Regions from separate parts of the Danio rerio genome. Here region 2 is linked to region 1. A link is a contact called in public HiCAR-type data. All regions are on one chromosome and are shown on one strand. Each heading gives the region's core, a stretch centred on a gene start, on an enhancer-like site or on the middle of the called end of the contact. The rest is flanking DNA. Distances are from core to core; before and after follow the strand shown. Region 1 holds the start of ugcg (UDP-glucose ceramide glucosyltransferase). Region 2 holds the start of ptbp3 (polypyrimidine tract binding protein 3).

The links. HiCAR-type assays count read pairs that join an accessible place to other places.
Region 2: a contact with region 1 is called in a HiCAR-type map of caudal fin, with 4 times the contacts expected there. The contact joins the promoter of ptbp3 here to the promoter of ugcg in region 1. A contact is called at or near these places in 2 of 18 Hi-C or Micro-C datasets (caudal fin and an unstated tissue) and 2 of 4 datasets of contacts at active chromatin or transcription factors (caudal fin and embryo).

What each region holds. Positions count from the first base shown.
Region 1 is chr10:11,694,379-11,697,469 of GRCz12tu, forward strand. It overlaps ugcg (UDP-glucose ceramide glucosyltransferase), which reads left to right and starts at 1,525. Exons shown (of 9, transcript NM_001024207.2): 1 at 1,525-1,703. The coding sequence starts at 1,606.
Region 2 is chr10:11,918,136-11,920,835 of GRCz12tu, forward strand. It overlaps ptbp3 (polypyrimidine tract binding protein 3), which reads right to left and starts at 1,295. Exons shown (of 13, transcript XM_068223913.2): 1 at 1,196-1,295. The coding sequence starts at 1,199.

The DNA.
Region 1 (3,091 bases), core at 275-2,774:
TCCAACTGCTCATTAGCGCAAATTTCTAATCAGCCAATCACATGGCAGCAACTCAATTCGTTTAGTGACACCTAAGAAAGGTGATTTAAGGGACTTTGAAAATGGCATGGTTGTCTCTGCCAGATGGGCTGGTCTGAGTTCAGAAACTGCTGATTTACTGGGATTTTCACGCACAGCCATCTCTAGGGTTTACAGAGAATGGTCCGAAAAAGAGAAAATATCCAGTGAGCAGCACTTCTGTGGGTACAAATGCCTTATTGATCCCAGAAGTCAGAGGAAAATGGCCAGACTGGTTCCAGCTGATAGTAACTCAAACAATCACACATTACAATAGAAGTATGCAGAAGAGCATCTTTGAACACACAACGTCCTTGAGGCTGATGGACTAGCAAAAGACCACAGCGGGTGCCACTCCTGTCAGCTAAGAACAGGAAACCGAGGCTTCAATTCACACAGGCTCACCAAAATTGGACAGTAGAAGATTGGAAAAACGTTGCTTAGTCTGATGATTCTCTATTACTGCTACGACATTTGAATGGCAGGGCCAAAATTTGGCATGAACAACATGAAAGCATAGATTTATCTTACCCTGTATAAATTGTTTCAGGTTGGTGGTGGTGGTGGTATAATAGTGTGGGGGGTATTTTCTTGGCACACTTTGATCCTATTAGTACAAATTGAGCACCGTGTCAACGCCAAAGCCTACATGAATAATGTTGCTAACCATGTTCATCCCTTTATGACCACAGTGTACCCACCATGTCATAAAGCGAGAATCATCTCAGACTGGTTTCTTGAACATGACAATGAGTTCACTGTACTCAAATGGCCTCCGCAGTCACCAGAACTTAATCCAATAGAGCACCTTTGGGATGTGGTGGAATGGGAGGTTCGCAGCACAGATGTGCAGCTGACAAATCTGCAGCTACTGTGTGATCCTATCTTGTCAATATGAACCAAAATCTCAGAAAATTGTTACCAGCACGTTGTTGAATCTATGCCATGAGAATTAAGGTAGCTCTGAAGGCAAAATGGGGTCCAACCCGGTACTATGAAGGTGTACCTAATAAAGTGGCCGTTGAGTGTAGCGCCAGGCAGCATACAATTAATTTCCATTCCTCTCAATGATTTCATTTACTTCACAGCCTGCAACTGTCAGAAATCAAATCAAAACAAAACAAAAGGCTTCAACAGATATATAAGAAATTGCCTCTGGAATTTAAACAGAACCACTCTTTTTGCCCAATCTATCTAGCTTTAAGATAATTATATAAATATATTCACAGTTTAACACGACTAAAAAAATCTGGAGACATAAATAAAACATTCCTGAAATGTTACAATTGTTTTAACTCCACCCTCACAGCGATCCCATGTTGCAAAGCCCTCCCAGTGGAGTGTGTCATCAGACTCCACCCACTTATGCTATGCGCTGATTCCCCGCAGAGCCGCCCTCTCTCAGTCATCTGAATGTGTGTGTGTGTGTGTGTACTAGAGAGAGAGAGAGAGAAAGAGAGAGAGAGATTAGCTCTTCTTCCTCCAGCATTAGGGCCGAACAGTGAGGTGTCAGCGAGCGCATCCGGACACAGGACAGCAGAAGCAGCTATGGCCCTGCTCGATCTCGCCCTGCAAGGCTTCGCCATCTTCGGCTTCCTCTTATTCCTCGTCCTCTGGCTCATGCACCTCGTGTCCATCATCTACGTGTAAGTGAATGAGGTTTTTCATTGATTTCTGATGCGATGCACTGATCGCGTGCTGGAAATGCAGCGCCGCAGATCTCGAGCTCGTTCATTGTGGGTTTGTCGCGTCGCGTCGTTTTGCTTGCAGTGCAGATTGGGGTGAGCATTTGAGTCTGGCTAACAGGAACACAGGTTTCCTCTTCACGCCCTTTAAAACATATGTACATGTACCAAACTGTTCACGTCGCAAGATGACGGAGGAAGAGCTGTATTAATATTTATTTCAATCATACACACGTTAGCCTTTGGCTAGTCGCATATTAATATCGTTTCTGATCGCTAGCGATGATGGTTAGCTTAGCTGCTGCGCACTGTCTTGTTATTTAATTCTTTAGTTTAAGAAGTCTAATGGGTTTAAAGTCACTCGGGGGGTCATTCCTCAAAGGGTCTGTCATTAAATTTAGCCCAGTGGGAGTCAAAGCTGCTCCTGCTAGCTTCAATGGACAACCGGCTTTTGTAGTTTAAATGGTATATAGTTGTAAATAAAGGAGTTTTGTTTGGGTAAATCGTGGTTTGAAAGTTTGTTGTTAAATAAATTAAATAGTTTACTGTGTATGCTTGTTTATTGTTCGTAATGTTTGTATGTAGCCTAGTATCAACTAGATCTGCCCATCCCATCTGGTTAGCACACATATTTGAACATAAACTAGTCATCAGGTTAATTATTAATGCCATTTTTTGCAGATCATGTATATGTTTTGAAAACATAAATATTTTTTATCTCTGCTTACAAAGGCTTTGTTTATTTGAAGTCTTATCAGAAATGCAATAAAACATAATTATTCTGAAATATTGTTTCTATAAAAAGGTTAAAAATAAATCTATATGAATTAAAACATGAAATTGAATTTTATTCATGTTTTTAAAAACTGAATTCTCTGCAGTCACTAGTTAGTTTCAGTGTTGCATGATCCATAAGTCATGTAAAACAGCTGTGGTATTTTTGCAGATGCTGTGACGTATTACCAAATTTAAAATGCATTTAGTTTATTTAAAAAAAAGAATTATTATTCAATAAACCGACCAGTAGTTCTTGATTATGCTGTTATAGAAGATTTCATTTCGAGTTACATTTAATTTAGTTTTGTTATTTTGTACTATTTATTAATCAAAATTAATTTCAAATATGAAAAAGAAGCAGGTTAAATTTGATCATAAGAAACTAAAAATTGACCATGAAATGTTATAGAGCATAATAAAACTTTAAAATATTTTCTAAAGGGGTGTCACAGTAGCGTGATCACCTCTCAGCAAAAAAGTCACTGGTTGGAGCCCCAGCTGGGTCAGTTGGCATTTTTGTGTGGAGTTTGCATGTTCTCCCCTTGTTCGCATGGGTTTCCTCCAGGTGCTCC
Region 2 (2,700 bases), core at 45-2,544, 220 kb after region 1:
CATTTGGTACAGCATGCAGTTAAAGCGTTAATAATTATGAGATGGGGTGTTTTATGATAATTTAATAAAAATGCATACGATTTATATTTTAAATATATTAACAATGCAATAAATAAATCTGACACAAGACCCATGCTACAAAGATAACCAACACCCTTTATTTCTGCATGCTTTAATTGCGCGCATAAAACCATCAAATATGTCAGGGAGCGCGCGCGCGTGACGTATTGAATCTCTGATTTGATTGTTTTGAAAAGTACTGCTCAAAGGAATCGATTCGAGGAAATGAGTCAAATGAAAGCAACAACAATAAGTGGGTGAAATATAACCAGTGCACCACACAGTCCTCAGCCTTCATCTTTGGCCACGCACACGAGTGTAAACAATGACATTTAATCACACATGATAGAGAAAGTATGCGCTAAATAAAACGCTCGTGCTCGCCATACTGTAAACGCGCGACTGCGTACAATGGACGCGTGCTGTTTATGGCTCTGCAAAAAGTCGCTAAACCTAATTTCGCGATATAAAACACAACCGCCGCGTTATTATTTCACAATTCACACATAAAACCCAGTTCAGGGCGATGGTGGGCGAAAGCAGTCGCGTTTAGCGTCAGGAAACACCGTTTTCTAGACAGAATCGCTCCAGAAACGCCCCTTCGTGGTTTTAAAATGGCAGCAGCACATGAGGAGCTCTTATTTCCTTAATTCTCAGCACTTCTTGGATACATTCACCTACAGCTCATGGTTCGGATACACAACAGCAAAGTCTAAAAGCAAAGCAGGGATGATTGTATAACAAAAACAACACGCACACAAAAATATGAATCCCAAACAAACCCACTTCCTTGAATGTAACTTTGATCATAATGCTATATACGCCCATATTTTGCATATCAACAACAGCGAGCGACCATCACACAAGCGGCGGGCTCATCATCATTTTAATGCAGACCCCAAAATCAGAAAGTGAAAGACTGACACTTCATATTTGCATTTGAATAAACAGAAAACAAGTAAACAGCATCTCCAGCGTTTTGCTCCCTCCCCCACTTTTCCTCCCATGCCATTTCTGACGTGCTATTATTATCACTATACAATAATGCAAACACTCAATAAAAGCACACAACTCAAAAAGCGCGTGGTGTAAGGAATAAAAACAAACAAGTAAGACGTATTGTAAACTCACATACCCATCCATTGCACAGAGCAAAACAGAGGCGAGGTGAAATAACAATGCAAGCACAGGGAAATGAAGAAACGGGTGTTGCTGTTACTACAGTTCGACTCCCCAACACAAATTCACTCGCTCAAGCACAAAGGCACGCACACACTTCCTGCTCCTGACGCGAACACACACACACACACACACACACACGTACAGACGCTTCTCTGTACAAAATGGCCTCCCCCTTTCAGCAGACACACCTTTGAAGAGCCGCGTAATATTTTTGTTTTGTTTTAAGCTCTCATATATGTTCATGTATATGTGCTTATTATTACGCAGTGAATTGTGCGCGCGCACCGTTTGCGCGTGCTTTGTTGTGGGATCGTTTGATGTTAGTTTCAGCACTCGTGTAATCTTGTTCCTGGAATATATTTATTAATTAAGCTAATGAAGCCTTTAGAAAAGAGCTTTTAAGAGCTTCGAAGTCGAGACATCTATTTTGTTATTCAGAATAAACTCATCAACGATTATTTGAGTTATTAATTAATGTGACGCGGCGTGTTTTTAAATAACTTAATGTCCATTTTTATAAGCTTGTCGCTCGAAGGCGGTGAAGATTGTATCGTGTGTGTACATGAAGCATGTAAGAACTTGCTTCACTTGTTGGACCGGCTGAACTGCAGTCTTGTGCTTACATAAAATGTTTATGCATGTAGTCGCACATTCATAGGCTACATGTAAACTATTTCAGTGCGGTGAGAAGTTGAAGTAGTCATTTGAACGCAGTGCTTTGACTCAAAGGGTTTTAACTTGAGTCCGGGGGCCCCCATGGGGCCACAAAGGAGTGTTAATGTAGGAGAAATAGAAGTAAACAAAATATAAAATACGTTTTATAAAAAAAATTGCAAAAATATAAATGACAAAATAACCATGTTAACTAATTAAATCTAAGAAAATAAAATATTGTAAAAGATAATAAATCAAACCAGATTAAAATAAATTATATTATAACAAAATACAAAATAAATTCAAATACAAATTTGATTAAAATAATTTGATCAAAATATGTAAACTGTATATATATATATATATATATATATATATATATATATATATATATATATATATATATATATATACATACACAGTTGAAGTCAGAATTATTAGCCCCCTAAATAGACCGCTTGTTTATTTTTTCCCCAATTTCTGTTTAACCAAGAGAAGATTTTTCAACACATTTCTAAACATAATAATTTTAATAACTCATTTCTAATAACCAATTTATTTTATCTTTACCATGATGTCTGTAAAAAATTTTTGAGTAGATATTTTTCAAGACACTTCTATACGGCTTAAAGTGACATTTAAAGGCTTAAATAGGTTAATTAAGTTAACTAGGCAGGTTAGGGGAATTAGGCAAGTTATTGTATAACAGTGGTTTGTTCTGTCGTTTATAGAGAAAAAATATAGCTTAAATGGGCTAATAATTTTGTTCCTTAAAATGGTTCATAAAAAAGTCCAAGCTGGTTT